7 separate regions of the Mus musculus genome follow, and regions 1, 2, 3, 4, 5 and 6 are each linked to region 7. Evidence: chromatin contacts called from public ChIA-PET, Hi-C, HiCAR-type, HiChIP or PLAC-seq and promoter capture Hi-C data. All regions are on one chromosome and are shown on one strand. Each heading gives the region's core, a stretch centred on a gene start, on an enhancer-like site or on the middle of the called end of the contact. The rest is flanking DNA. Distances are from core to core; before and after follow the strand shown. Region 1 has its middle 19 kb from the start of Apln. Region 2 holds the start of Apln (apelin). Region 3 has its middle 36 kb from the start of Xpnpep2. Region 4 holds the start of Ocrl (OCRL, inositol polyphosphate-5-phosphatase). Region 5 has its middle 47 kb from the start of Apln. Region 6 has its middle 19 kb from the start of Apln. Region 7 holds the start of Bcorl1 (BCL6 co-repressor-like 1).

The links. Promoter capture Hi-C pulls out the DNA fragments that hold promoters and counts their contacts. A called contact is a pair of places that touch in the nucleus more often than the background predicts. ChIA-PET counts read pairs in DNA pulled down with a chosen protein or histone mark. HiCAR-type assays count read pairs that join an accessible place to other places. HiChIP or PLAC-seq counts read pairs in DNA pulled down with a chosen protein or histone mark.
Region 1: a contact with region 7 is called in an H3K4me3 HiChIP or PLAC-seq map of embryonic forebrain, with 2.9 times the contacts expected there. The contact joins the enhancer-like site here to the promoter of Bcorl1 in region 7. A contact is called at or near these places in 15 of 39 promoter capture datasets (the 3T3-L1 cell line, 3T3-L1-derived adipocytes, the C10 cell line and 10 more), 3 of 484 Hi-C or Micro-C datasets (bone marrow-derived macrophages, cortical neurons and embryonic stem cells), 14 of 115 datasets of contacts at active chromatin or transcription factors (the 230-238 cell line, the NIH/3T3 cell line, the SCID.adh cell line and 7 more) and 4 of 9 other capture datasets (adipose tissue, embryonic stem cells, liver and 1 more).
Region 2: an H3K4me3 HiChIP or PLAC-seq map of embryonic stem cells shows a contact between it and region 7, with 15 read pairs. The contact joins the promoter of Apln here to the promoter of Bcorl1 in region 7. A contact is called at or near these places in 12 of 39 promoter capture datasets (the 3T3-L1 cell line, 3T3-L1-derived adipocytes, the C10 cell line and 7 more), 9 of 484 Hi-C or Micro-C datasets (cortical neurons and embryonic stem cells), 12 of 115 datasets of contacts at active chromatin or transcription factors (the SCID.adh cell line, T-cell acute lymphoblastic leukemia, bone marrow-derived macrophages and 5 more) and 1 of 9 other capture datasets (adipose tissue).
Region 3: a contact with region 7 is called in a HiCAR-type map of embryonic stem cells, with 3 times the contacts expected there. The contact joins the enhancer-like site here to the promoter of Bcorl1 in region 7. A contact is called at or near these places in 3 of 39 promoter capture datasets (embryonic stem cells and pre-B cells), 6 of 115 datasets of contacts at active chromatin or transcription factors (the 230-238 cell line, embryonic stem cells, large pre-B cells and 1 more) and 1 of 9 other capture datasets (liver).
Region 4: a contact with region 7 is called in a promoter capture Hi-C map of embryonic stem cells. The contact joins the promoter of Ocrl here to the promoter of Bcorl1 in region 7. A contact is called at or near these places in 2 of 39 promoter capture datasets (embryonic stem cells and maxillary cranial neural crest).
Region 5: a contact with region 7 is called in a Hi-C map of uterus, with 5 times the contacts expected there. The contact joins the enhancer-like site here to the promoter of Bcorl1 in region 7. A contact is called at or near these places in 17 of 39 promoter capture datasets (the 3T3-L1 cell line, 3T3-L1-derived adipocytes, the C10 cell line and 9 more), 6 of 484 Hi-C or Micro-C datasets (cortical neurons, embryonic fibroblasts, embryonic stem cells and 1 more), 18 of 115 datasets of contacts at active chromatin or transcription factors (the 230-238 cell line, the SCID.adh cell line, SST interneurons and 13 more) and 3 of 9 other capture datasets (adipose tissue, embryonic stem cells and liver).
Region 6: a contact with region 7 is called in an RNA polymerase II ChIA-PET map of memory CD8 T cells, with 6 read pairs. The contact joins the enhancer-like site here to the promoter of Bcorl1 in region 7. A contact is called at or near these places in 2 of 39 promoter capture datasets (cranial neural crest and pre-B cells), 3 of 115 datasets of contacts at active chromatin or transcription factors (embryonic stem cells, forebrain and memory CD8 T cells) and 1 of 9 other capture datasets (adipose tissue).

What each region holds. Positions count from the first base shown.
Region 1 is chrX:48,013,812-48,017,945 of GRCm38.p6, forward strand. No RefSeq gene overlaps it. Among named protein-coding and RNA genes, the nearest start is that of Apln, 19 kb to the right of the region's middle. Within about 2 kb of position 2,215, at least 45 of the 459 cell types and tissues checked have an H3K27ac peak or open chromatin away from gene starts, as enhancers often do. A contact at or near this core is called in cortical neurons, embryonic forebrain, forebrain and 2 more, where this site is marked.
Region 2 is chrX:48,032,599-48,036,907 of GRCm38.p6, forward strand. It overlaps Apln (apelin), which reads right to left and starts at 2,255. Exons shown (of 3, transcript NM_013912.4): 1 at 1,841-2,255. The coding sequence starts at 1,907.
Region 3 is chrX:48,071,027-48,075,312 of GRCm38.p6, forward strand. No RefSeq gene overlaps it. Among named protein-coding and RNA genes, the nearest start is that of Xpnpep2, 36 kb to the right of the region's middle. Within about 2 kb of position 1,560, at least 11 of the 459 cell types and tissues checked have an H3K27ac peak or open chromatin away from gene starts, as enhancers often do. A contact at or near this core is called in embryonic stem cells, where this site is marked.
Region 4 is chrX:47,910,982-47,915,070 of GRCm38.p6, forward strand. It overlaps Ocrl (OCRL, inositol polyphosphate-5-phosphatase), which reads left to right and starts at 1,475. Exons shown (of 24, transcript NM_177215.3): 1 at 1,475-1,710; 2 at 1,988-2,067. The coding sequence starts at 1,672.
Region 5 is chrX:47,985,904-47,989,865 of GRCm38.p6, forward strand. No RefSeq gene overlaps it. Among named protein-coding and RNA genes, the nearest start is that of Apln, 47 kb to the right of the region's middle. Within about 2 kb of position 2,683, at least 19 of the 459 cell types and tissues checked have an H3K27ac peak or open chromatin away from gene starts, as enhancers often do. A contact at or near this core is called in embryonic fibroblasts and uterus, where this site is marked.
Region 6 is chrX:48,051,979-48,056,160 of GRCm38.p6, forward strand. No RefSeq gene overlaps it. Among named protein-coding and RNA genes, the nearest start is that of Apln, 19 kb to the left of the region's middle. Within about 2 kb of position 2,708, at least 163 of the 459 cell types and tissues checked have an H3K27ac peak or open chromatin away from gene starts, as enhancers often do. A contact at or near this core is called in adipose tissue, forebrain and memory CD8 T cells, where this site is marked.
Region 7 is chrX:48,339,404-48,343,436 of GRCm38.p6, forward strand. It overlaps Bcorl1 (BCL6 co-repressor-like 1), which reads left to right and starts at 1,955. Exons shown (of 15, transcript NM_178782.4): 1 at 1,955-2,080; 2 at 3,398-3,477.

The DNA of each region.
Region 1 (4,134 bases), core at 965-3,464, 330 kb before region 7:
CCCTTCTGTTTTTGTTGAGTGCTTTCTTGGTTCCAAGCATCATCTCCCGAGAATTAGCATATGGGAGCTTCATGAGAAGGAACTGCTCAGCTCCATACCTTAGCACAGATGCTAAGTGGCAGAACTGGGACTGGAATCCAGGCCATCTGGCTTTACTGTCCCCACCCTGGAGAAAGAAGGCTTGTAGGAGGAGGGCTGCTGCCTCTGCTGGTCAAGGGGCCACTCCCCTTCATGGCTACTCTACTTGGAAGTGTCACAATGGAGACCCACACTTCTCCACTCGACCTGCACATACCATGGTGCTTTAAGTGCCTTCCCCCTGGCCTCCTGTCAAAGGGGAAAGACCTACTCAATCTTGAGCCCTAAGTGAAAACTTTTCATGAGCCTCTTTGGCCTTTGTAGAAATAGCAGAGCTTTAAAGACACAAAACCAGGGTAGAAGAAATACAAAGAAACAGAGGAAGGCTGTTTATAGCAATCTGTCCTCATCTCTGTTCAGTTGACACTTATTAAGCACCAACTATGCATCTATAAGAGGCAGTCAAGGAGAAGCAGAAAAGTGACCCTGTGGCAGATAGAATTCAAAGGAGAACTGTGAACTAAATAAATCCTCTAAGTTCAATGGAATTAAGAGGTGGCATTTTAGGCTGGAGAAGTAGCTCAGCAGTTGAGAGTACTCACTATTCCTCAATAAGACCCAAGTTTCATTCCCAATACCCATGCTGAGTGGTTCACAACTGTTTATAACAGCAGGTCCAGGGCACATGATGCCTGTGGCTTCTATAGGCACCTGCATTCACATACCCATATGCAGACATTCTTCTATATAAATAAAAATAAAATAAAATCTTTTTGAAAACAGTTAAGGTCTTTATGAGGTAAGTCATGGGGTAGAACCCTTAAGAAGAAATTAGGAAAGTTATAAGATGGCTTGAGAACGGGGTTAGGCATCCAATTCTATTCTTCTGCCAACTGAGAACACAATGCCCTTCCACTCTGGAAGACAACAACAAGGTGCTATCCTGAAGCAGACAGCAGGCCTCACTGGGCACCTAACCCACCAGTACCTTCTCCTTGGAGTCCCAGCTTCCAAAATTACGAGAAACAATTTTTTGCGGTTGATGAATTATACAGTGTTTAATATCTTGCCAGAAATAACTATAGGGTTCAAGGCTGGAAGAATGTTCAGAAAGGGGCTGGAGAGCTGGCTCAGTGATCAAGAGCACTGGCTGCTCTTCCAGCGGACAGGGTTCAGTTCTCAGCACTCACATAGTGGCTCACAGCTGTCTGTAACTCCAGCTCCAGGGAATCAAATGCCCTCTTCTGGTTTCTTTTGGCATCAGGCACATATGTGGTCTACAGACACAACTGCAGATAAAACACTCATATACATAAAAATAAATAAATGAAAACAATTTTAATGGAAAAAAAAAAGAAAGACCGTTGAGGTGGAGGGAGGGGTGCATCCTGAGAAAGATCCGCGCGGATGGAGTCCAGGTGAAGTGCTGGGGGGAGCCCTTGGCAAGCAGTTCACACACTTGGAGCCATAAGTCCATACATTCAAAACGTGTGAAAGGGATTGTGCTGCTGAAGGGATAATTACAGACCTTTTACAGCAATTTTATTTGTTATTATTGTGGCTGTGGCGTGCATGCAAGCGCACAGTTGCCACAGCACATGTGGGAGTCAGAGGACAACTTGGCAGCATTCTCTCTCTCCTCCCACTTTTACATGGCTCCAGAAACTGCACGCAGGTCACAAGGCCTGCACAGCAAATGATTTGCTTGCTGATCTATCCTCCTAACCCTACCAAACTTTTTTTCTTTTTTGGTCATTGCTAATTTAGTTGAGTTCGAGCTAAGACAAGGTCTTGCTCTGTAGACCCCCTGCCTCAGCTTTCCATGTCCTCGGATTTTAGGTGTGTCCCACCACACCAAATAAGGACAGACCTTTGGTGCAGCTGATGGCCATACACCTTCCTAAGTTTCCATGGTAACTGGGAATCACCATAGCTATCCACGTTCTAACAAGATCATATGCCTTTTACAGCTTGCAGCTGTGCAACATTGTGGAGAGATAATACTTCCCCTGACAAGGCAATGTGTTGCATGTGGATAATGACAGGCGCCTTGGGGGGGGGGGCTGTAAGGGGTCTCTAATGACTTGGATGGATCCACCTGTTTCAGCTCATTGTCACCAGAGAGAGGTCATAGGTCATCATTGCTCACAGAATTCTCTGCTGGAACTCATAAGTAGCACCCCTTGTGAAGAGATGTTCACCCAGGTTGGTGCGCCGGGATTCCCTTTTCCCTGCCTTGAGCTTCCTTTGTCCTTCATTAAATGGAGTCAGTCATGCCTGCCTTGATGGCTTGTTCTGAAGAAGACATGATGGCTAACACAGAAAGCATGTCCTAAACTACTGGCTAGCACGTAACAAGTGTGGAAGCCAATTCTGGAAAGTCTGCCCTAAATGCTTTTGCCTGGCCACACAATAGAAGCTTCTCTCCCCTCCCCCCACACACCTTTTTTTTTTTTTTTAACCAACTCCACAAACAGGTAGAAAACCTAGAAGCCCGAGTAGTCTCTGGGATCAAAGAATCCAAGTTAGAAATGATCCAAAGTTGAGACTTTTCAAATTGTGTTCCACAGAATTGTGGGTGCCTGGGGTGGGAGGACACTGGTAGGAAGAAGAGTGAGACTCAATTGGTGATGCCGAGAGCTTTGATACAATTTATCTGGGCTATGGCTTTGCAAAGAGTTTGAAAAGTCTGGCCCAGCATTCCTGGCTTTGCTCCTGGACTACATGAACCCAAGTAGCCTGAAAACAGCCGCAGTGAGAGGCACTGGGCCCAGAAGGTAGCCAAAGCTCTATTTGCTCCCACGTCTATCGGGCCAAGCCCTGTTCCTGTCCCAGACCTTCTTGTAGACCCAGGCTCTTTTAACCTGGCAGTCTGAGAATCAGTAAGGTAAGCAAAATGAGTCTCGTTTCCTTAGGGAAGGAAACAATTCTGGGCCTTCCCTTCCCTTCCCTCTGGAAAGGAAGAGCAGGGGCACAATCCAAAGCACACTGGGCTAGGGGGCCCACCTTTCAGGGCATTCTTTGCTGAGGGTGAAGGGTAGGGGTCTAATCTGCATTCAGGACAAAGCTGACAGGGTGTTTGAGTGTTGTTGTCATAGAGACTCAGAAAGGTGTTATTAGCATCTTTTCAACTCAGTGGCCCTGTGTGGTCCAGTCCCGTGCAATCTTAGCAGTAGCGCGCTGTCACCCTGGCAACCCATTAGCCTAGTGTTGTTACCATGGAAACTCCAGCGCTGTTGATGGGCCCAAGAACTTCCCTGAGGAGATATGCTCTGGGGGATCTGCCCTTGGCAGTGCCTATTCCTCAGGTCTCCCAACTAACAGTTGCCTGCTACTCAGACACTGGAGGCATTTAGGGCTTTTTTTTTTTTTTCTGGAGTAAGCTCAGATTCTGTGTGACAGAAAAAAATTTGGCCCTTCAAAGTGGCAAGTCTATGCTTTGTTACCATGGAAATGCTGCTTTTAAGGCTCTCAATGCAGGATGCAAAACTAACTCTTGCAGGAAATTGAGGCCAGCCAGAAAGGAGGCTGTGGGCTTGCACTTCACACTCTTGGAGCTCGTTCATTCATTTGGCATTAGTGAGCATCTATTAATACACTCGGTGCTGTGGATGCTCAGGGTTAGAACTAGAGACAAGGCCTGATCATCCACTGTCCTCAACTGAAAAGAAGGTCAAGGTGGATAGAACCATTTTTACTTCCCGCTTCAACCCTATCTGGTTCTCAGTCACTGTATCAGGACCATGGGGTAACAAAGAAGCCTAGGTCCCTTGGGGGAATTCTGTGATAAGAGGAGAGGTATCACTAAACGTCAGCCCCTCCCCCAAAATGACATCAAGATTTCTCTGAGCTCAAAGAAATCCTCAGATTTGCTGTGTGAGGATGAACAAGAGGAATATCTGCTATAACCTCTCCCTTACTTGTATCTTTAGGAAACTTAGATCATTGTGACGTCTGAGTAACTAAAACCTGGGTAGACTTGCCAGAAGAGTCCACTGGCAAAGCAGGCTGCCTTTCGAGGTAATGAACTCCTCATTACTGGAGGTAAGCAAGCAG
Region 2 (4,309 bases), core at 1,005-3,504, 310 kb before region 7:
AATTTAGTAGTAACACCCCAACAGCTGCACCCCAAAGGGTTCACAGAGTATCTTCTAGTCAAAGTCTCCCTTATACCCTCTGGGGAAATATGCAGCTTCAGGTGGTCCAGCCTCCTCTGGGGTACCCTTTCTGTATCCAACCATTTTCTTCTTTAAAGGCACCACCTTGGGCTATTGGCCTGAAATTAAATGATGAAGATGTCTTGTCTTGCCAACCACACTGGCTGTGTAGGTTCTCCCATGGAGGGGCAGGCTGCTGTGGTAGCTTTATTCATAGTTTTTGCTCCCTTCCGGCCATTGCCTGGCTGGCAGGAATTTCTGAGGAGAAAGTCTTTACCGCTCTTCCTCAAAAGGAGACTGTCTTGCCTCGGTGCTAGGGTCTTGCAGGAAATCACCTGGAGGCAGGAGGCATCAACCAGGCCAATGTACTTTCCTGAGAAGCCCGACAGTGTTCTGAGTTCGGGGCAATGCCAAAGAACAAAAGAGCAGAAAGGAGGTGGCTACACAGAGGCAGGCAGAGTTGGCCAGAACCCCAGAGGCTTCTGGGCAGTGTGCCATCCTCCTGTTCTTGGGTTGGGGAGAGGGGGTGTTCAAACTAAGAAAGTTCCTGGGCCCTTCCTCTAGGAAACTCGCTGTCCTGTTCACTCCCTCTCTCCACTCTCACCTCCCTGTGACTCCAGCCCTGGCACTAGTAACTGTCCACCTGGTCTTGGCCTTCCCTTTCTGCTGTGCCAGGCAGGCTACTGTGACAGCCAGATCACAGGACTGGGGCAGCTGAAGGTGGGAGCTGGCAGCCCCAGGAGGCTCTGACCCACAGAGGACAGGCAGACCGGGCAGGGGCTGTTGGGACACTGAGGACCCGGGGACTGAAGTAGACAAGGGATTATCTATTGGTGTGGAGAATTTCCAGGTAGGGGGTTAATACAGGTAGAGGTGAAGGGATTCCGTTTCCCAGAGCTGCACCGAGGTTATCAGATCAAGTTCCTGTGTTTCCTGGGTTTTGGTACCGGGAGACTGGGGACCGAAGTTATACCTGAGACAAGAGTGGAAGGGGAAGCCAGAATAAAGAAGAAGCAAGTCTCCGGAGAGATGAACGCTGTGGGGCCAGGTGTCCCACAATGGAGCAGAGAACAAAATCATCCAGGACCTTGGAGTACAGAAGATAAGCCTGGCTCTGTCCAGTCCAGATCTGCCTTAAGGACGCTGCCTCTGCTTACACATAGGCTAAAGGAGCAACAGCTGGGATCCACTAGCCACTGCGGTCGCCCCCGCCCCCGCTCCCGCAGCGTGCTCCTGACTATGCAACAAGTGTCACGTCTACATGTTGGCACATCATCTCCAGTAGCTTGAGCCCCTGGACTGGCCAGCGGCCCCTAAACTCTAAGACCCAGAGACCTTCAACATGGAGTCCTGACCCCACTCAGCTCAGGTCAGCCACCTCCACTGATTCACGAGGTGAGCTGGACATACCGCCATCCTCTCCCCCCACCCCCACTTGGGGTGCAGGGTGCAGGACATAAGGTGTAAGTTTGTGGTCCTAAGTACTTTAAACTACGAGGGGCATGGGGCTGGGGGCTAAGTGGTGATATGCAAGGTAATCATGAAACACCCCCCCCTCCCGCGCGCGCTGTCCTAGGAAGCAAAGCCTACATGGCATGTCGCCCCGTGGCCCCAGATGCCCTGTCAATAGGCCTCCCGGTGTGGCTGGCGCGTGGCTGCTCCTGCAAGGCTCGCACCATGTTTCCCTGGAGGCGGGAAGAGCGCGCGTGGGGCGGAAAGAGAGGACCGCGCAGGCTGCACCTCGGGAGAGCCCCAAGCGAGCAGGAGGGCACGCACTCACCTCCACAAACTGCAGTCAAGGAGAGCCAGAGCAGCAGCAGCGCCTGCACGCAGAGCCTCAGATTCATGCTGCAACTCGGTCCGCGGCAGCCCAGAGGAGCCGGCGAGTGGGCGGAGAGGCAGGGCACCCGGACGCAAAGAAAGGCGCGAGCCGGGGCTGGCGCGTGCGGGCACGGAGCTCGCGTGGCTCCCGGACCGCGGGAGGGTGAGCGCCCCAGCCGCACCGCTGGCTGCCTGCCCCACTCCTGCTCGCTGCCTCTGCTCTTGGTGCAGCCTTCTCTGCCGCCGCGGGGCAGCGCCGCGAAGCTGGCCTTGGTGGCTTCGGGTCGGCGGCAAAAACTCTCTAAGTGGCTGACGCTGCTCTGCCCGCGACTCCCAACTACCCGTTGGTCCAGGCTGTTAGAGAGAATGCTTCCCTGCTCACTTCGGGGTCTGCATTTTGTAGCTTGTGGTTTGGCCGCGAGCCCACTTGGTCATGTGGTCATTAGGAGGCGGGGGGGTTGGGGGGGGGGGGAAGAGAGGCAGGAAGAGGGAGAGGGAGTGAGCCTCCCGCACCGCCCCCCTCCCGGGAAGCATGCTGCAGCCCTATCCAGGGCGCGAGAGAGAACCCAGAGGTGGCCCCACAACAAAGGCCGAGCGGCTGCTCGGACAACCCACAACTGCTCCCCGGACAATGCCTGCCTGGCCGGGGTCCAGAGGGTTTGTAGAGACCTGAAGGATTTCAAACACGTAAACCATTTGAAACAGTGAGGGGCACTCTTAACCCTTTCTCACCTGGGTTTCCTTAACAGCTGTCAGGATACCTGGGCGTTTGCAGAAGGACCCTATTTGGGCTGCCCACAACACCCTCCCTCCATTTCCGAATCTAACTATGTTTTTTTTTCTTTCCTTGACACTGCATTCGCAAGTATGGGTTTGCTCAAGACCTCCCCTACTCCGCCTTTTTCCTCTGCATCTTCAACTGAATTAGAATTGGGGGTGATTGCCTAGGTTGTGCATAAAACTTAGGTAACCACCATTCATATCTCCTGCTGTCCCCTAGCGAGTACCTTCTACCTGGACTGGTGGGCTCGGTGACCAAGCTCTTTATGCATACAGCAAAACCTCAATATCCCACCCAATCTAAAGGCCACCGTTCTGTCCCTGCCCAACCTGAGATGCTACCCCCTGGTTCCTCTTTACTGTGGGGAGGCATTCTGCAGGTTCTACCATGTTCCCCTTCTTGCTGCTTGGAGCTGACCCCAACTTAGTTTTGTCTCGTTGTAGGGAGGATCCTCCCAGCTCCTTCCAAACTCAGCTGGATTTCTTTTACACTCAACTGGGATTCCCTATTATAAGAGGGCCTGGAGTCATTTGCCTTTCTACTCTAGATGCTTAGCTCCTTTTACAGCCTGGGATTCCCCCAAAGAAATGCACCAGATTGGGAACTCTTTAAGACAGGACCCTAACGGTCCCAATCTTCCAGGTCTCTCCAAAGTCCCCAATATCATTCTCTGCACATAGGTGGCACTCAACACATATTAAAAGACTAAATCAAAAGGTGTTCCCACCTTGCAGCAAGCCAGGCAGTTTGCTCCATGTGTACATCCAAATGTACACAAAAGGTACATTGGACAGGGTTTCTCTGTACCGCAGAAGATGTGAAATGGTATGCTATATTAGTATGAAATATCTTTGAAATGTTACAACGTTCCAATACATACATTTATCAGTCTCTCTGCCAAAACTGTCCACAAGAAAGTGACCTTTTATATATATATATATGCAGCTCCAGGCCCAGAACACAGCCTCAGAGCTAACGGGCTTCAGAATATATGATTCTGAATATAAGAGTAACTATTCAAATAAGTCAAGGGAGTCAGATGGGAATAAGGTGGGGTTCTTGATGGTCGTCTGCGGTCCAACTGGCCATATTGAATAGAAGAGGAACCAGGAAGAATCTCTCTTCACCTGAGGGACCCTGAATATGAACAGCCAGCATGGGTAGAATGTCACTCTTTTTTCCCCTCTCCTACAGGAAAGAACAGTTCAGTGAGAACGAGAAACATTGTCTTCTAGATGTAGCTGCTGTAGGCCATCACTGCCCTTACCTACACTTACTGGATCTTAGGCAAGGATAATCTCTGCTCTTCCCACTCCATGGTGCTATAGGGACAAATGAGATCATGTGTCTGAAGGCACTGTACAAAGTGAGAAGCCCTCACAGAGTCACTATTAGGAAACACATAGCTCCCGTTCCTGACGGAGCAAGCCTGTGCACATGTAAATAAGTGCCTCTCAAAACTTAATAGAAACTTTCATATTTTATTGCATGTTTACTGGGATGTGCATGACTTTCGCTGAGTGGCTAGAATACTGCTTTCTAATATGATAGATAATAACCACATTCTAAACAAAGTTAAAATTTCAGTCCCTTGGTCATACTGGCCATATTTCACTTGCTTGAGCCATATATGCATTGCTGGTGGCT
Region 3 (4,286 bases), core at 310-2,809, 270 kb before region 7:
ACTAGTTTCCTAGGGCTGCCACAACAAAGTGCCACTGTTTAAGTGGCTTCAAACACACAAGTAAGTTAGGCATGGTGATGCACGCCTGCAATTCCACCATTGGGAGGGTGGAAAGAGAAGGATGGAGAGTTTAAGGCCACCCGGGCAGGCTTCAGAACAAGATTATGAATAAATAAATAAATAAATAAGCAAACAAACTATATATACATATATATGTGTATATATGTATACACACACACACATATATAGATATAGATATAGATAGATATAGATATAGATATAGATAGATAGATATCCACCCTAAGGATAGAAAATACAGCTCAGTGACACAGCAGTTGCTTAGAAGGTGAAGGCCCTGGGTTTGAACCTACCGAGAGAAAGAGAATGATGAAGTCAAAGCAGAAGAGAAAAAAGAAATTCTCTCCGTTCTGGAGGCTAAAAGTCCAAAACCAAGGTATCAGTCAGGCCATATTCCCTGAAAAAGCTCAAGTGAATATCTTTTCTTACTCCTTCCAGGTAGCCAAAGTCTAGTCCCCGTCACAGTGACTCTCTGTCTCTCTCTGTTTCTCTCCATCTGGCTCACTCTGGCTCACTCTGGCTCTCTCTCTCGCTCTCTCTCTCTCTCTCTCTCTCTCTCTCTCTCTCTCTGTGTGTGTGTGTGTGTGTGTGTGTGTGTGTGTGTGTGTATGGCTCTGTCTCTCTGTCTCCCCTCTGTGTCTCTCTCTCTCTCTCTCTTTCTCTCAGATGGAGCCCATGACCTTGGGCACATGCTAGAGAAGCACTCTACTGCTGACCCACATCCCGAGACATCCTCACTCTCACCTCCCCACCCGCAACGCATAAGTCCCTCTTATGAGAATGGCGGTCATTGGATGAGAGCCCATTCTTACTGTGACATCAGCCAACAGGCCACATCCTAAATTCTGGGTGGCATGAATTCAAAGAAACACTATTCAACACACTACAAACAGTGATATGGTCTTCAGGGATCCTGTGGGGGCCAGGAAGATAGCAAGGTAAGGCAGAGCAAGCAGCCCAACAGCAGTGTGCGCACAGAGCCCCTGCAGAGTTCCAACACAGAGCACCTGCTGAGCTCCTACACATGCAGATTCGGATCCAGCCTGCTGGGGTGGCTCTGAATTTCTCACCAGCTCCCAGGTGATGGCCCTGCTGCTCCTCCTGCTTTGAATAACAAGGAGGTTCGGCAAGAAAAGAGCTTTGAAAGCAGATGTCCAACAGGGTTATTACATTTCTTTTGTAACAAGCTTTTCCCAGGCTCTTGTTTCCCCACACCTGGATCTTGTGAGAACTGTAGAAGAAATAAAGTGTTTTTATTTGGAGATTCCTTCCTTTCCCCTTCCCTCAGAAAAGCAGACTTGTGCACAGACACTTGAGTTTGGGTAGTTTCCTGCCTGGTGTATCATCTAAAAGCACGAGGAATGAATGAATGTGAAGAAGGAGAACAATCAGTGAAGAGATTGTTTGGGCAGGACTGAGGATGTAGTTCAGTTGCTGGATTGCTTACCCTGGATCTAATGGACGTTGGATGGTGCTGGATTTAATCTCCTGCACAGCATGTGGTGGTTCAAGCATGTAATCCCAGCAGTCCCTGAAAGCGGAGGCAGGAGGATCAGGAATTCAAGGTTATCCTGGGCTATATAGCAAGTTCAAGCCTGCCTGAGCAACGTACAAACCTATCTTTTAAAAAGAGAGAGCGTATAAATGCTTAGGTTGCTGCCAGGGCATGCAGCATCCCACTTGGGAGCCCACCAAGAAATTGAGCACATGCCTAAGACTCATCCTACTAGAGTATTGTTCACTGGTTCCTATCCAGGATCAATTAAAGGTTACCCTCAGGGGCTACAGGGGTTAGGGGTGGGAAAGCAAAGGAGGAAGGCAGTCACATGCTGGAAGTAGGCTCCTGCAGTTGCTGGCAGCCTGGACTAGGATGGAATGAGGGCCCGAGGAAGAGAATTACTCTTAGTGTAATGTAATGTGTGCTTCTAGGTCACCATAGGAAGTAGCAACTTCAATGCCTCCCAGTGCCTACCTTCATCAACCTCAATCTGTCTTCACTCTTTGACACGGAAAGTGGCTTTTTATTGACATAACAATCCTTTAAGATAAGGGTCAGGAGACTCTTTCCATTTTATAGCCAGGGAAACCAGAGGGCCAGAAAAGCCAACTCATTTACCCAAGGTCACTCAGGAAGTGGCAGAAGAGATAACACAATTCACAAGAACTGCAATAGAGGATCCTTTACTGTTGGCAAATTAAAGGGACCCTGATGTCACCGTAGTTGTCAAAACTGATTCGCTTTCACTCCTCAACCATGTGCATTCGAGTTACTTCTCCTCCCCGGCTTATCTCAAACTCCGGGAAAGCTTAGCCCTAAGGGTAGTTAGTCATCTAGAATTGCCCCCTCAGGTAGTTGGGAAACCTCCCGGAGCTCCCTCTCAATGGTACTCCCCAGAACCATAGCTGAGATAAGGATGAAGGGAGACCAGTTTGTCCAAGACTGTTTACCACCCATACTTCTGGCTCCCCGACCCAATTCCTACCCCTCTACAGACCTAGACCTCTGGCCAGAACACCAGAGAAAGACTGGTAGTCCCCTTGTTTCTTCTTATGACCACACTTCAATAAATCCCTTTTCTGCTTTATCAGTCTTGTTTACACACAGCTTCTTGCCCTATTAAAACACAGTAGGGCCATCAGACACTGTTTCTTCCCTTTACAAAACAATTGACTGCAAGCAGGAACCAGGTATTCCCTCAAGTTCATATGGATTTTACTCACTGTCGGTATTTGCTAGGCTGGACAGGTACATTTGATATGAATGGATTTTTTTCCCTTGGGTAATTGGTTTGTGAATAAATCTCAGCTCTATAAAGCAAAAGATGAATTGACGGATGAAATCGAGTAATTCAGTGATTTGATATCATTAGTTTAAAAATGTCACCATAAGATTTCTTCAAGGAGTGATTTTCCCAAGCACATCAAATGTAGGACTCTTACACACATTTCGGGAAAAACAAGTTATTCTCAAAATAAGAGAGATCTATTCTTCTGCTGTAATAGAGAGCTGTTCATGTTCCATTTCCAATCAGAAAGCTCCCTGAGAGAAGGGGTGGTGTCCATTCTTTGCCATTTGGTGTCAATATATACAGAGAGAGCTGGCACTTCCAAGTTCAAGGCAGCTAGCCCTTAATAATTAGCATAGAGCAGTTTGGTGAGGATTTTCTTTTGTTAAGATTTATTTATTATTATATGTAAGTACACTGTAGCTATCTTCAGACACACCAGAAGAGGGTGTCAGATTTCATTACAGATGGTTGTAGATCTCATTACAGATGGTTGTGAGCCACCATGTGGTTGCTGGGATTTGAACTCAGGACCTTCGGAAGAGCAGTCAGTGCTTTTAACCCCTGAGCAGAGAATGCAGAATTGCAAATGGCTGCCTCAAAGAAGCTGCCAGTACTCTTGGAGAGACCAGCAGAGCACAGTAAAACAACCCGTGAGCTAGAGAATGAGATCGAATGCTTGTGTCCATCTCCGACCCTGGGTATTGAAGTTGCTTTAGGGAGAGAAAGAAGGGAGGGAGGACAAGTAAGAAAATAGATGACGTGGAAAGAGCACTGGGCTGGGAACCACGAGAAGTGGCTTCTAGATGAACCTCTTTCCAACCCTCTGTGGCGCCTTACATGTTCAGTTCTCTCTCACAGACCTTAGTCTCATCCAGTTGGCAGCTGAGCAGGGTACACAGGAGATCTGCACTCTACTGATGCACATGATACCTAGAGTCTAAGGAGCTGTGTTTGCTCCGACAGCTTCTCCTGAGCACCAGCTACTTACCGGGCACCATGCCAGGCACTGGGAGGCAGAAGTCCAATGACAATGCTGAAGTAGCTGCAGTCCCCCAACCCACCTGGCTCTTCTGGCTTCTCCACCTCTGCTTATAGTGTGACACTTAGCTCACTGTGTCACCATCCTCATTCTCTTAGCCATCTGGAAGATACAGACTCTTCAAACTCCTCTAAAGGAATCATCTCTTTTAGGAAGATTTGAGACCTTGTCTGCTCCAGCTTGTACAACGGAACACCGCAGACTGGAAGTTTTCATCATATCGTTCAAAATTCCAGAGCCTGGAAGTCTGCAACCTGGGCACTGTTATGATGTAGTTCTTGGTCTTTTCTATGGTTTGTCTATGGCCATCTTATATTTCCCAGGGCAAAGAGGGAGGAGGAGTGGGAAAGATGGGAAGGAGAGAGAAAGAGAGAGAGAAC
Region 4 (4,089 bases), core at 225-2,724, 430 kb before region 7:
TCCATGCCTTCTTATTCCAGAGAGAAGAACCAGAACATGATTACAATCAGGTGAAAGCAAAACAAAACAAATCCAAAAGTATAAAAAGCTTACTGTCAAATATCTGGGACTCATTTGTGATCTTTTGGGCTCTAAAGTGCTTGGTTAATCTTACCTCTCCATAGCACACACAGCTTGTCTGGTAAGCTCAGGTTGTCTACCAACTATAAGATATCCTGAAATTAATTTCCCTTTTCATGGTGTGAGATGAAAATCAAATTTTACAATTTTACATGTGGAAAAATCAATATCCCAAGTGTTATTTAGTGAAGAATAGATTCTTCCCTCACTGATAGGAAATGACATATATACTGAGTATTAATCTTCTATAAGCCTGTGGGTGTATTTGAGCGCTATATTCTCCATTCCACTGGTCTGTATTCAAACAACTGAAATAGTAGCACTTTTGGTGGCTTTCAACAGAGAAGAAAAGTTAAAGGAGGGGCTGGAGAGATGTGTCAGCCCTTAAGAGCACTGACTGCTCTTCTGAAGCTCCTGAGTTCAAATCCCAGAACCACATGGTGGCTCACAACCATCTGTAATGAGATCTGATGCCCTCTTCTTGGGTGTCTGAACAAAGCAGCAAGAGGGCTGGGCGAGTGGGGCCGGAGCAGTCTGAAAACAGCTACAGTGTATTTACATATAATAAATAAATAGATCTTAAGAAAGAGAAAAAGAAAGAAAGAAAGAAAGAAAGAAAGAAAGAAAGAAAGAAAGAAAGGAAGGAAGAAAGAAAGAAAGAAGCTAGCTTAAAGGAGAAGTGCAACTAACAGGATTTCTTTGGAGGGAAATTCAGTAACCCAGATGGGATATCATAGTAGAGTGATGGCGGGGGGGGGGGGGTGGGGGGTGGGGAGGAGGAGAGAAGATAAGAGGAAGATAGCTTGTAGCTTTAAATTTCCGGGCTGGTGGCAGAGTGAAAAGGTGAGTTAGTTTTGTCAATGAGAAGTATTTTCACAATGGGCTACACTAAGAGGCCTAGACTCACCCTGTGTGCTTGAACTTTATACACTTGGAAGTCACCTGGAGAGGATGAAAAATGGGAAATAGAAGAACAGAAGGCTGAGCTATGAGTCATTTTCCAATTTAGGGGATAGAAGAAAGAAATGGAAAGAGAAAACACCTTAAACGATGATCAATAGAAGGCTTCATAACCTTCAAAACCTTAAGGATTTGGGGGTGGGAGAATAGTATGCTTGTGGGTCCTATAGGCCCAGTTCAACTGGTGTAGCAGTTTCTTTTCTCTGAGCATCTTCAAAGTCCTCAGATCCCTTCTAGGATGTTGCAGATAGCAATTTGAAGAGGGACCTGCTATGGAGTCCCCAAGTCCTTCGGGTGCCTAGCTGCAGTTCCCCAGGTTGGCCGCAGGGGGCGAAATCTGCGGCGGCCTGGCAGGCGGGCGGGGGCGGGAGGCGCCGCTCTCTCTCTCTGGTCAGTCTCTCTCCTCCCGGCTCTAAAGCTCCCCGGCTGGCTCCCGGGCTCCCGGGTTCCCGGGCTCCCGGGCTTCCAGGCTCCCAGCGCTGGAGCCCTTCCTCTCCGCCTAGGCGAGGCAGGCCGGCGGCAGGCCGCAGGAGGTGGTGTCGTGGAATCCGCTGGCAGTCCGCAGCCCCGCAGAGCCTGGAGGCCGCCCTGATGGAGCCGCGGCTCCCGATTGGAGCTCAGCCCCTGGCAGTATCCGTCTGAGAGAAGGGGGGAAGGGGAAGGGAGGCCGTAAGGGCGTGGGGTGCGGGTTGGGGTGCAGCATGTCCTAGGGCGAGCAGAGTAGGGAAAGGGGACCTGCTCAGGAGTGGACGCTGGGATAGCTGAGGAGAGCTGACGATATGAGTCTGGCCCCGCGTCACCCCAATTTGGCTGCGTTTGCAAAAAAAAAAAAAAAAAAAAAAAAAAAAGAAAAAGAAAAGAAAAGAAAGAAAAAGAAAAATTAGAGATCCTTGACCAGTGCCTGCATATGGTGGCGGGTTTGGAGATGAAGGGTCCCCTCCGGGAACCCTGCGTCCTGACCCTAGCCCGGAGGAATGGGCAGTATGAGTAAGTAATCTGACTCCCACCGAGGAGAGCGCCTTCTTCTATAAACCTCCTTGAGCCTGAAACCGCAGGGAGCCACCCACCTTGGCCAAGAGGGCAACAGGTTCACAGCTAGGTGTGTAGAGTGAGCTGCCTGAGCCAGGGCCTCCCACCCCCAACTTCTAAGCTACTAGATAACTCCTGGGCCCTGTGGCTCAGTGGATGGACTCAATGGACAGGAAAGCAGGAAGCCTGGGTTCTTAGTTCCTTCACCCTGTCTGTAACTGACATGCGTTGTGTAACCCAAGTTAATCAAGCTTTCTGAGCCTTGGTTTCCTCTTGAGTTGAATAAAACCATAAACTGTCTTATGGCTATTGGAGATAAAACTGGGGGACCACCCAGGCAAAAGTGGCTTACAAGTAAAAGTGCAATGGAAATGCTATGTTGCTAATGTTACAGACATGTCTTTTTTCCCATTCAACTGGTTCTTCCTGTCCCCAGATCCTCTTTTTTTTTTCCGTTTGCTTGAAGGCAAATGCATTAATTCACTAATGTGTTGGCGCAGGGCAGCCACTGTCGCACTGGACCGGACTATTTGGAAAGCAAAGTTAATGAAATGTGTAGAAACAGAATGGCATTTGACATTTTTCTCAGTGCATGTCACCTCCAACTCTTCCTGGGATGATGGCAGCTCAGTAAATACAGATGACTGATTGAGCAGATGATTATTTTCATAAGCAGTCACCACAGCTGCTAACCTTGCCCCCTTGCCACTAATACTTCATCTTTAAAGTTTCCACGGTGACCGTTTCATATCACAGTGCCCTATCGCTGTATATGTGCAAGCTACTTCCCTTGGTTCACTGGTTTCTGGGAATAGATTTTTCCCCCCAGTTTAACAGGTATTGATCACTTAGTTCCTACCATCTCTTAACACTGGATTCTGCATGAAAAAGTGTCTTGGACTCTACTTTTAAATCCTTGGTCCCAGGCTGTCTAATTCACAAAGAAGGAAAGTCCCACTAGCCTGGCCTGAACGTAGCTGCAGCTATGGGTGCTATTATAACTGATTATCATCTAGGTCCATGAAGTAGCTCGTCCCTAGATCCTGCTTGGTTGGTCCTGTTGATGTAAGAAATTCATGTTATTTTCCGTAGACTTGATAAAATCCAGGAAGACTAGTTTAGTAAGAGTACATTCAATAGAATAGTGAATTAAAAGGTGCAATTCCACGTGGGAAAGGTAGAAATGGTGTGTAGAAGTGTAACCTGCACAAACAGGTAGATTCTGTGTATCTTGGTTTCCTCTTCTATAAAACCCAAAGTTTTAAGAATTGACTGGGACAGCTACACTGTTGGAATAACCACAACACAGATATTTGTCCCCTGGGTCAGTGGGTTTAGAACTCTACTAAGAGAGCCAGCAGCCGGTTATGAAAAGTAACTCGTTCTGTCTAAGTTCTTGAACTAGAACTTTTAAACTTGGCAAGGGGAGGGCTCTTTTCTAGTTCCCCACAGAGAAATTAAATCCCTGTGTTTTGAGTCCATATAACTAATAAAAGGATAGCCCACAATTAACGAGATGGCTTGAAGACTGTTAAGCACTTATCATGCTCCTTTACAGGTACAGACATAGATGTGAAGTGGCTTACTCAGAGTTACAAAGCTGCATAGCTGAGATCCAAATCCATGAGGCATAGTTAAGAATTCCACAGCGAAAATTTCTACTTTTTGCTTTTGAGACAGTGTATTTTTTTGGAGGTAGCCATAGCTGTCCAGGAACTGACATTGTAACCAGGCTGGCCTCAAAGTCAGACATCTGTCTGCCTCTGCCTCCAGAGCACTGGGATTAAAGGTGTGCACTAGCATGCCCAGTAGAGAACATTCTTTTGAACTGAAAACACCTAATATATAGTACCACTTATAAGCCCTAAAGATTTTTTTCATCTCTGACCTAGATCCCCAAAACTTTTTACATTTGGCCTTTTTGTCATTAGAACTTGAAGCCATCACCGTGTTTGGCTCTGTGCTTCTGAATATAGAGCA
Region 5 (3,962 bases), core at 1,433-3,932, 350 kb before region 7:
CCTAGCTTTCTCCCAATGGCTTGGAGATGCAGTTACCGGCTCCTTTTGCTTCTTGGCCCCACCACTAACTGGTGGCATGTACTGGGATTTGGTCACATCTCCTCTCCTACTGCATTTCTCCATTAACCTAGCTCATTCTTTTGCCTGCAGTTCCCACCTGTGGGCTAACAAGTCCCAAACCATTGGATCTGAAGCGGTATCCATCCCTGCCACCTTCCACTTCAGAACCATTTTTACATTGGTGTTATCACCTACTTGGTTGGTGTTCTGAAGTCTGCTATTTTTTAAAAATAATGGAGTGATCACAGGGGCTAGAGTCCCCTAACTATTCCCAATGCAAGGTAATGTTCCAGAATGTGTGAGTGCCCCCCTCTGTCTTCTTCCCTTCCTTCCTCTCTCTCTCTCCTTCCCTCCCTCCCTCTCCCTCCCCCTCCTCCCCACCTCCAATCTCCATCCCTACCTCTGTCACTGTTTCTGTCTTTGACTGTCTCTGTGGAGTGTGTGTGTGTGTGTGTGTGTGTGTGTGTGTGTGTGTTTTCAAGATAGGGTTTCTCTGTATAGCCCTGGCTGTCCTGGAACTCAGTCCATAGACAAGGCTGGTTTTGAACTCAGAGATCCACCTTCCTCTGCCTTCACGAGTGCTGGGATTCAAGGTGTTATGCCACCCCCACCTGGCACCCACTGATCTCTTTAAATATAGGAATCATGCTCACTCCAGGGAGATAATCATACCACAAGACATAAGTTAGAACTGACAGCTGCTAAAGGGATGGCAGAGCGACATCTCACATTGATTCCCTGAACACAATTGCTTGGCCCGAGCGTGAGTGGCATTCAGAATACTTCCCACCAGTATTTTCTCTTTCTATGAAAGCATAAAACGGGTTGAGTTGACATTAAGTGAATACTTATATGTCACTACAGACTAGAGAGCTCCGCCCAGATGCCCCACATTTATCTTGGACTGAACCCATCATTTAAAAAAAAAAAACCAAAGCAGCCAAACCTTTCCTGAGTTTTCTGTGTCCTCAATGAATGCCACTACAGTCCTACCAACAGAAATAGTCTGCTGTAAGTGGTGAGGGGGACTGGAGTGAACACCTCTGTGTAGTGCCCTAGCTGATGAGATTTATACTAAATTCAAGGACACCCTGGGAAACCCAGAATGCCAAAATAACCTGTTTGGAGAAAGTAGACACAGGGTATACTTTCTGAGGGACCTTACCCAGAAGCCTCGCCCACCTGCCTAGCCACAAGGACTCTTGGTGATAATGTTTAGTATTATACTATACAATATGACTAATGTATGATTTTCCTGTGAACAAATTCTGTAGAATTCTGTTCTAGAGGCTCTCAGGGGTTGGCAAACCATGGTCCAAATCCAACATACCATCTAATTTTGTAAGCAAAGTTTGATTGGAGCACAGCAATGCTATTTTTTCCAGGTTATCTATAACTGTGTTTTACTACAATGAGAGAATTGCATGGTTGCGGCAGTGACTCACAAACAAAACCATTTACTACCTGGCCCTTCAGAGAAACATTGTAATCTAGACTGTTCTGCTCTGAGCCCTACCAAGTGGCGGCAGGGCCCTTTAGCACAATCTTTGGTAGCAAGTCTATGCTATCCATCATTTAACTCAAAAGAATTCATACATGAATGCTCAGAAGACCAACGAAACGGCAGTTAACAAATATGGTTCTGAGCAGCCATTTCGCCCCTCATCACTCACAGCTGGAGTGAGCATGGAGCGACTGTGAACTGGTGCACCTGCCGTTCCCACACTCCTCCTCAGTCCCTGTGAGCCTCTCATTGTACTGAACTGGTTCTCCTGTCTGCACTCAATCAACAGGGCTGGGACAACTGGATCGCCATCTGGAAGAATCCATCCAGAGTTGGATCCATCCCATACCCTGAGAACAAGATAAAATTCCCACCGCTGCAGACTGAAGAGTTTCCTCTGCCTGATGAGGTCCCTGGATGGATGATCAGTTTAGAGGTACAGAAGATAAGCAAATGCCTTGTGGGAACTGGGGGGTTAGGGTTTGATGGAGCTAGTATACAGCAAGCAGACTCCTCGGCTGGAAAGAAGAGGAGCCAACAATGTGTATATACAACATGTACATTTTGGAGCTGGCCAGGAAGCAGGGCTGAAGCTGATGGTCTCAGAGGGAGCAGAGCATGCCAGAGGCTCATACAAGAAGTGGGTCTTACTAACACGGGAAGAGCACAGGCTCCTTAGCTGGGGGGGGAGGGGAGGGCGCTGGGCAAACATCGTTCATTAGTTCCTAGACTATAGCTAGGGTGTTGCATAACTCATGGGTCATGACTATGGTGCCGCCCACCCCTGATTCATCAATCCCCTGGAGGATCACATTCTGGAAAACTTGCAGGCCGTGGAGCTGCTCCAGGAACTGAGGTAATCCCAGAAAAGATGAAGTGATCCCTGCTTCATTTTTCAAGTTAGACAACTAGAGACCCTGTGGACAAAGGAGAGAGACGGGAACGTGAGAGCGAAGCCAGCAGGATGATCCTTGTAGACACTCAAATCTTACAATCTGAAAAGAATTAGAAGTAATTTTTTAAAAAGCAATTCCTTACATGCTTGACGTCCTTTAGTTTGTCCCGGCTGTTATTACTCACGGTTTAAAGTTACACCACATAATGAACTTTGTGTTTAATCCAGATCTTGGCTCTGGAAAATAGAAGACCAACCCAAACCTGAGCCATGATGGAAAGCAGAGGGGTGTGCTGGTCCCCTCAGTTGGGTGACACCTGAAACAGGGGGAGGGACAGGGGAGAGACAGGAGTGCACTGATTAGCTCAGCCTCTGCCTCAAAGCCTGGCTGCCCCCTGAAATCTGAAAGCAAGGGAAGATGCTGAAGTTCCTGAGTTGGGCTCCTTTTGAAGTTTTTCGCAGCCCCTTTGGGATGTAGCCATCCTGATAAGAATGAAGATACGCTAAAGAGAAGCTTGGGACCCTCCCAACTTGGCTATAAGTTGATTGAAACAATGCACCCATAAAGTCGTTTCCCATAGGAGATACATGCTCCTAAAAGGAAAGGCAGAGGTCATGGTGGCAACCAAAGGAGGAACTTAGCTCCCAAGATTCCACACAGTTTGGACAACCTGTCAGACCACCTTACAGGAGAGACAGGGTAGAGCTCATGCGGACAATGAAGGGTCAGTGATGGGGGAGACCATGGCATTGCTTAGTTATCCATATCTCTAGTCCTCTATTTAAATCTACTTGACAGTACCCAGAAGATGAACATGGGGAGGCATAGGCACCAGGCCTTTCTGTCCTTTTCTGGTTTTATTATTTTGCAGGGGTTGGGGGAGGTTTCATGACACGGGTTCTCTGTGTAGCCCTGGCTGTCCTGGAACTCACTCTGTAGACCAGGCTGGCCTTGAACTCAGAAATCTGCCTGCCTCTGCCTCCCCGGTGCTGGGATTAAAGGCGTGCACCACCACTGCCTGGCTCAGACTTTTTTTTTTTTTTTTAAGGACTTGTGCATTGAATACATATGTAAAACCCTTTTCTCTTGCAAATTTTCACTATTCCTTATTTGTTCAGTTGGCCTATTGAAGACAAATTGCTAAACCTGGCTTATTCCTAACAACCCTGGTAATGAGACCAGTCAAAAGTGCCAGCCCACAAGGTCCCCTGATGCCACCTGGTTTTCTCTCACTTCCCATTCTTTGAGTCTCAAGAATTGCTTCTTGGTACATTCTCCCAATCTCCTCTGTGGAGGAGATCCATGGTTCTTTTTGACTTCTTGTGACTCTAGAAGGGACAGGAATGTATTGGAGAACTGGGCAGTCATCTGTTGTGGTGGCCAGCCTAGACACCTGGAGGGACTGCATGTCCATCCTGAGGAACCACACTGTGACAGTCCCATGTCAGTTCTCTGAGTGGAAGGGGTTTGGTCACAAGTAGCTTTGTTTGTAAGGTGAGCCG
Region 6 (4,182 bases), core at 1,458-3,957, 290 kb before region 7:
AAAGGATGGAAAGGAAGACAGAAATAGAGAAGAGAGGGATGAAGGAAGGAGAAATAGAAGAGGGAGAAGAAATGGAGGAGAGAGAGAATGAAAGAGGGAGAAAGATCTTATCTCTTCATGTAAAGGCAAAAAGCCCACTTGTGAGGTCCCCACTCTCATCACCCAATCACTTTCCAAAGTCCCCACCTCCTAATACCATCATGCCAGTTGTTAGGAATATAAAAAGTGGCTTTGGCAATGACATTAACATTAAAGCTATAGAAACACCCCAAACTTAAACCTGAGCTAGTTAGGAACAGGTGCTATTTCCAGTTCTGAGTTCTGAGTTCTGAGCACAGTTCCTCTAACCATTAGTAGCGGTGTCTCCCCAGCTATCAGATCACTCCCTTCATGTGCTCTTGACTCTACGTAGCCTTTTTACCTCCACTTCATCCCCAGCACCCAGCCCTGCCTTATCTGTAGAGTCTAGAGATGCTTCAGACTGGTAACTTCTGCTCTCACACCAACCCTTCTCTTCTTGTGTTTTAATGAATGGGGACAGTCTACTAAATTCATCGTCTAGTCTGCCTTCCTGGTCACTTCACCATTCAATCAGCCAGCAAACACTGTTTAATTTAGTCTTACCTATGTCTCCCCAATACTATCTTATTTTTCATTTCCACTGGCATTATCCTAGGTTAGAGTTTTCATAAAATGACAAGTTCCATCATCAACATTCCCTGCCTCTTGCTTTATAGGACCCTTACCTATAGACCCTTACCTATAGACCCTCACCCATAGACCCTCACCTGTATACCTTTACCTATAGATCCTTACCTATAGACCCTTACCTATAGATCCTTACCTATAGACCCTCACCTGTAGACCCTTACCTGTAGACCCTTACCTATAGACCCTCACCTATAGACCCTTACCTCCAGCACCACAAAATCCATCACTGCTTATCAAGTGAAAAGATATAACTCTATCCCTTTGTACATGTTAAAATTTGCTTTGCCTGAAAGTTTGTTCTTGCATCTGTCAAATTATTTCTCTTGCCTAAAGGGCCAGATCAATTAGCACCTCGTGTAGCAAGTCCATCTTGACATCTTTAGACACCTCTTACACCCTGACCCTTCTATATACTGTGCTCTGCTCACAGTTTGGTAACAACACTGGCTACATCTCTTTATACCATTGTCTTGCCCCTATTTTAGCCTTTAATGGTCCAATAGTCCCTATAAGAGCTTGCTATGGCCCCAATCCTACCCCGCTATATGCTGAAGTTCTAATTTCGCAAATGTGTTTTTGTCTGGAAGTGGGCCTTCAGGAAGTAATTGAGATTAAAGAGACCATAAGGATGGGACCCTAATCAGACAGAAGTGTGGCCTTGTAGAAACAAGAAGCTAACCCCCACACATACTCCATATCTTCCCTAGACTCTCACCTGGCCATGCTGGCATCTTGGCTTGAACTTCCTAACCTCCAGAATCGTGAGAATGGTGATTTATGAAGTTTAAGTCAACCGGTCTACAATATTGCGTTACACAGCCAAGCTACCACTTAACATAAGGGCGGTGCGTTTTTTACGGAATAAGAAAAGAGGAAAGACTACAAGAGCAGAACAGGTAGAACAAACAGGAAGGGGAAAAAACGAGAGAGATGGTGTGGCGACAGCAAAAGCCAGAGATGAGAAAAGTAGATGGAAGTGAAGACCTGAAGGAGCCAACATCGATGGAGATCATGCCTGCACTACTGCTGAGGAGGAAGCAGACCCCTGCTTTCACGTGTGTGTGTTCTCCATCCTTTGAGAGATTGGCTTTTGCTTTCTGCAGAATCTATGTGCCCTTCAGCAAAAGGACCAAAGGAGGCAGATTGGCTCAATGGCTAGGCAACAGCTGGGTGCTCTTGCCTCCCAGCCAAAGGCAACTGCCACCATTCAAAACCAGCTGCCTGAGAGACAGAGGAAAGTGTTTACCCAATGGCCTGAGTGTCCTTAGAGGACTCGGCTCTCAGTTACACAGCAAACAGCTGGCTCTGGAGAAGCTAGGTTCTGGGCACTGCCACCAAATGGCCCCAGTGGTGTTTAAATGTTTCCTCTACTTTCATGGCCCCCAGGGGGGGTTGTTCGGCTGACAGGTGACTTTGTTTAAAAACAAACAACAACAACAAAAATCCAGAATTGTCATTCCGAGGCCAGATTCTTTAAAAAGAACACAAGGCTTTCTGTCGCCCAAGGCTTGTGCAAATTGGTTTCACACGTTTGCCACACTCTGGAGCAGACAGCAGGGTCTTTCCAGTACAAAGACATTTCCTGGCGTGGTACTTAGACAGACCGGCGGTGGCGCAGGGCTGTGCCAGACAGGCCCAGGAAGAGGATTAGTTTGGTCTGCAGAGACGCTCGTCGCCCGCCCTGACCAGGGCAGTGAACTGCCAGCACGCACGCATGCCTTTGAGAGTCAATGGCCACTCCTGTCCCAGCTTCAGGAGTCGTGCCCAGGCACTGCTGCTCTGGCTGAGGACTGGAGGAGGTGTAGGCACTGTGGTGGTGACAGGACCGAGGACCCTGCCAGGTCTTGAGTTCCCATGCTTGCTGCTTTGAAAACCCTGGAACTAAATGGCTCTAAGAATCAAAAAAAAAAAAAAAAATTCAAAGAGCAGAGAAACGGAATGACATTCAGAAACCAGTCCAGAAGCAGAACCGGAACATCCTGATCGCTTTTACTTTCCTTTTGGGAAGAGCGATAAGCCTTGGGGTGGAGCTGATGGAGAGAATCACAGAGAGCGGTGGCTTTGTGAGCTGGTCCCCGGAACGAGCATTGCTTTGCAGTGCTGGCTGGCAATTACGACCAAGCCAGGCCTGTGGTTAGCTGGGTACAGGGACGTGACAGCACCGTGAGTGCGGTCTTTATTCTATTGTTTCCACTCATTAGAGAGGACTCCGAACTAGCACAGTCTGCCAGTCCCAGTTTTCTTGGTTTCAGGACAGGGTGCCTACTTTTGCGTTGTTCTCGCTACTCAGACCGAGGATTTTGTCCACGCGAAGACCTCTTTCACACTGGCATGCAAATCCAGCAGCCTGCCAAAAGCTTCAGCAAGCCCTTAAGCTCCGGACCTGAGAAGGAGTGGAGATTTGTTCCCATTTCAAGCAGCTATACCCCTCCCTGGAAGCTAGGAAGAGCACCACTAACTCGGTACCCTCTTGCTTGGCTCCCTGACAGCATTTCCAAACACTAACTATGTCCTCGTTAAAATACAGATTCTGACTTAAAAGAGCTGAGGCCCCAGACTGCATTTCTTTTTTATTATTATTACGTATTTTCTTCAATTACATTTCCAATGCTATCCCAAAAGCCCCCCACCCTCTCCCCCCCCCACTCCCCTACCCACCCATTCCCATTTTTTGGCCCTGGCATTCCCCTGTACTGGGGCATATAAAGTTTGCCTGACCAATGGGCCTCTCTTTGCAGTGATGGCCGACTAGGCCATCTTTTGATACATATGCAGCTAGAGTCAAGAGCTCCGGGGTACTGGTTAGTTCATAATGTTGCACCTACAGGGTTGCAGATCTCTTATAACCTCTCAGTGGTTAAAAGCATGCACTGCTCTTGAAGGCAACCGGAGTTCCATCCAGAGCATCCACCACCTTACCTGCCTACAATCATGTACAAGGTTCCCTCTCTCACATATACCCAATTAAAAGCAACACAAATATTCAATAACCTCCTAGTAATGCTACTGCCCCCACACTATGAGGAACAAGAATAACACTGGTCCAAACTGAAGCTGCACATTAAAACCACCCGATTCTTCAAAACCTAATTAAATTGGCTCCCACCCCAGACACTATACTGACTTAACTGTCAGTATGGAAGGTAGGCTTTTTGTATGTGAGACAGATCTTGCTCCATAGCCTGGACAAAGCCTACAAAGTAGTACTCGGATTACAGGCATGTGTCACCACACCAGGCAGGGATCACTGTGTAAATCAATTATTGTAATAGGCAGCCAGGATTGAGAGCTCCTGTATAAATGGGCAGCTACGAGAAAGCCCGTCCCCTTAGGCTGTAGTCTGCCATTCTTCTCTCATGATGTGCCTAACTGTAGGATTAAGTTTATGAGCAAGATGAAGAATTCAGTTTGTGACCAAGGAACACAGTTAACCCACCTGGTTTCAAACACTCGGTCTCACATCCACCCCTT
Region 7 (4,033 bases), core at 705-3,204:
CCGTCTTCTCCCCAACCTTTATTTTGCAGTCAAATGGTAAGAGACAGACTAGTGAAAATTGATGTGTTTAACATCCATTTCAGCCTCAAAATGGGGAGCAGAGTAACCCTAAGGTCCTAAGTAAGGCCTTAAGATTAGTGGCGATTTAGTAATTACCAGAATAATTAAAATCAGCGAAGACAGACAACTTAAAGCAGGATAGGCAAGAGCAAGGCACATGGAGGTGATTTCCCTGTTAAGTGATGCATATTGAGTTCATATGTTGATGAACTCAAACATATTTCTGAATCCTCATTTTTGCTTGGTGCAAAACAGTTTTTAAATGTGGGTGTGGGTGTGTGGGTGTGTGCACTGGAGGGCAGGTGTGGCCAAGTAAAATAACTAGTGAAGAGATTCCCAAAGGGGGAAAATTGGGTGGCCCTACTATATATACATTGCTCGAATTAGTGGTGAGGGTGGTGAGGACAGGCAATTGGGGTACTAACAGCAGATCTCAGACAATAGCAAGACCACCAGAGCCTTAGCTGCTCTCATATACATCTCTCAGACCAGGTGAGGGGAACAGCAGGCAAGTCTCAACTGCCATCCATGAAGACTTCACAAAGAAGAAAACAAAAACAAAACACCCCCTAGCTCAGAGATGGAACTTCTGGGCCTAGAGGGGTGGGAATGGGGGGTGGGGGTAGGGAGAAGAGAAAGTCATTAATTCAGCAGGGTTTCCTTCTAGTTCAAATGACCTCTCTGGCTTCCTTAGCATAGATAAATATATACTAAATAATATCAATATGTCTGGACATAGAGATTATTTTCCCAAGTTCCTGTTATTTCACATCCTGTTTCGAATCCTTTAGGAACTGTTGACTATGTTTCCTGATACCCTCTGGGTAGAGACAATACCTTGGAAGTCCTCACCATCAGATCAGGGTTGGAGCTGCTAAGAAACAACCTAAGACTGAAAGTCATGTCAAGCAGCAGCTTTCCCTCCTCAAAGCCTCTCTCCTTGGAGTTAATGTAAGTCAGCAGAGTTCGAATGTGGTCCACAAGCCTATAAGCCCTTCAAGTCTCAGGGATGGCCGGCGATATAAACACAGGAAGGATTTATACTCCCTTGGCCTGGCAGGCGGTCGTTAGGGTAAAGGGGAAGGGTCAGGGGACTCAGATTGGTGTCTCAAGAGCCCAGAGGGAAAGCAGGCAGAAACCAAGCCCTAGGTCCTTCTAGGCAGATTTCCCTCTGCAAAGTCTTGCAAGCTTTCCTCTTTATAGACCTTTCGTCCCTTCCTCCCTCGGGTCTCCCCGCCAAACCAGATGCCTCCACACCCTAGCAAGTGATATCCACTGAGGGTGACCCAAGGTTTTTGCAGCCTGGGAGGTTGCCACGAAGAGTGGGCCGAGCGGACTCGGGAGGCGAGGCGAGGCGGCGAGGACCGGGCATTTTTTCTTGCCCTAGCACCTGTCCCACTTCGGCGCCCGGGCTAGGACTGCGCCTGAGCGCGGCCTCAGTGCTGGAGCGCCAGAACCACGCGCGGAGGTCGCCAAGGGTGGGGAAGTGGGGGGCCCGGAGGAAGGGCGGGGTGTCTGGCGGGGGCGTTCCCCTCGGGCGAGACCCCCGCCCTCCTACATAGACCGAGTCAAAAAAAGAAAAAAAAGAAAAGAAAGAAAGAAAGAAAAGAAAAGAAAAAAAACCAACAACAAAACGGGGAGAGCGTGTTACACATCAACCAGGAGCGAAAACGATCGCTCTCCGACCCCGAACGGCGTTGCGGCACCCCCCCCCCCTTCCTGGAGCGGAGGACTGGCTGGGGAAAGGTGGCTCCGTTCTTCCCCGTGGCCAGTGCGGGGTCTGCGGCTGCCCAGCGAGGTTCCGGCTTCCCTGGGGCTGGTAGGGGGGAGCCCCGAGAAGTGCAGGCCCGCCCCCTTCTTCCTCCTCCTTCCCCTCCTCCCCCACGTGTCCTCCGGGAGCCCAGCGGCCTGATCCCAGCACCCCCCCTCCCGCCACCTCCCTCCTACTCCCGCTTCGCCCGCTTCCCGGGCGGTGTGGAGAAGAGCAAAGTTGCGACAGCAGCCGGGGGGCTCTGCCCAGGTGAAGGGGGCGCTGTGACGGGGGCGGGAACGGCGTGGCCCTGCGGCGGGGGCGGGGGGGGGGAGGATAAAGAAACTTGCTTTTCGCAGCCCCCACCCTGCGCGGGTTCGGATCTTGCGTGATCCGAGCCCTCGTGGAGACGCTGCACCGCCGCCAGGACCGAGGCCGGCACCCCGAGCCGGACTCAGATAGGGACCGCGCGTTCCGGCGGGCTGCCGAGGGCAGGCAGGCCGGCACCCGGGCAAGGGCGGGGTGGGTGACCGTGCACCGGACCGAACCGCGGACTCTGGCGGCGTGGGCGCGGGACGAACCGGGACCGGGCCGAGTTGGGTGGCGAAGTAGGACGTGGATTCGGGGGGCGGGGCGCAGCGGGAGGGGGGAGAGCAGGCCCGGCCCGGCTGGCCTGGGCGTGGGGGTGGGGGGCGAGTTCGGGGCACTTGCTGGGCTCTGGACCGAGCGCTAGGGCGGGGCGGCGCTAGGGGCTGGGCCCGACCGGGAGGAGAGGGCGAGGGGAGGGAGAGCAGGGGGTGGAGTAGGGGCGTGGAGTTGCAAGCGGGGTCTGGCCTCGGCCGGGGGCGAAGGTAGATCTGCGGGGCCGAAAGCGGAGGGAGGGAGGCCCGAGGCAGCGCGGCGGCAGCGGCGGCGGCGGCGGCGGCGGCGGCGGCGGCGGTGGCGGCGAAGGCCAGCTTCCGCGGAGTTTGTGCCCGGGCTTCCCAGCTGGGCTCCGGTCGCCTCCCGCGCACAAATGGGGTTAGGGGACTGACTGGTAAGCAACTCCCGGTGTTGGACGGGCTTCCCAGGCGATTCCCGGAAAACCGAGGGAAGACGCCGTCTGCAATATGCCGCACCCCACCACTCCACCTCTTAGCATCTGGATTCTGCTCTTCGGGGTCGGTGGACCCTTCCCCACCACAATCCTTCCAATCTTCCAGCACCCCTTCCGTCTCCCTCTTATCCTTGGCCATCTAAATCTCCTAGTGGTATGCTTTGGAGGGGTGGAAGGCGTCGAGGGCTGCACTTTCCCTCCCTTGGGGGCAGCCTAGTTTGTGTCTTATTCCTGCCAGGTAATGTTGCTTGGCATGGTGTGGACCTGGGGTTTAGATAATTTAAGCCCCGGATCCAAGCTTTTTTGATGGCTTTTAAGGAAAGGGACGGATCCCTGGATTTTCATGACCAGAATGGGGTTTGAGGACTGGAGTTACTCTCAGCTCACTTCCAGTACCAACCTCTTTACTATGAACCATTTCTGTGGGGGCTCGAACGTGGAGGGTGGGATACGGGAGCATTAATGTGCTTTGCTTCTCTGTGTTTCCACAGGGTCAGCGTGGTGAAGGACAGCTAGTGTCAGAGGGAAAGTAGACACTAGTCCAACTACGGCCGCCCCCACTAATACTTCGGTAAGGGGGACACGACTAAGGGGATGCTGGTGGGTTGGGGCCCAGTATAAGAGTAGAGGTGGGTAGTCGCCCCCAGGACTCTTTCCTGGCGGGGAGAGAAAGGCGAGCCCCTACTTCGGGGAGGGTTCCGGGGAAGGAGATGGAGGGTGGCGACTGGGGGGGGTGCGGGAAGAATGGAAGAGTCACACCCTGCTTGCAAGGGGAGCCTCCCTTAGGCTCCTGGGAAAAGGGGACTGAATACGTGTGCTCTGTGGTACCAGGGCAGGGGAGATCTGGGGATGGTTCAAAGAGTGATTTGCACACTGGTTCTGGCACTAGTGGCCTGAGAAAGTCAGGTTGGGGCATAAGGTGGAGAATGTTGGAAGGAAGGCAGACAACCAAGCCTCTGGCCCCAGTGCCCAGATCATTTCCCTTCCTCAACCTCCCTCCTAAGGGGCATCGGGGTGGGGGGCGTGGAGCTCTTGGAGCCCCGCGGATTGAGTGCCTCCGCCTTTCTTGGGAGTCTATCTTTTTGCCCAGCTTGCTACAGCTACCACTGCCTCTCTCTCTGGAATCT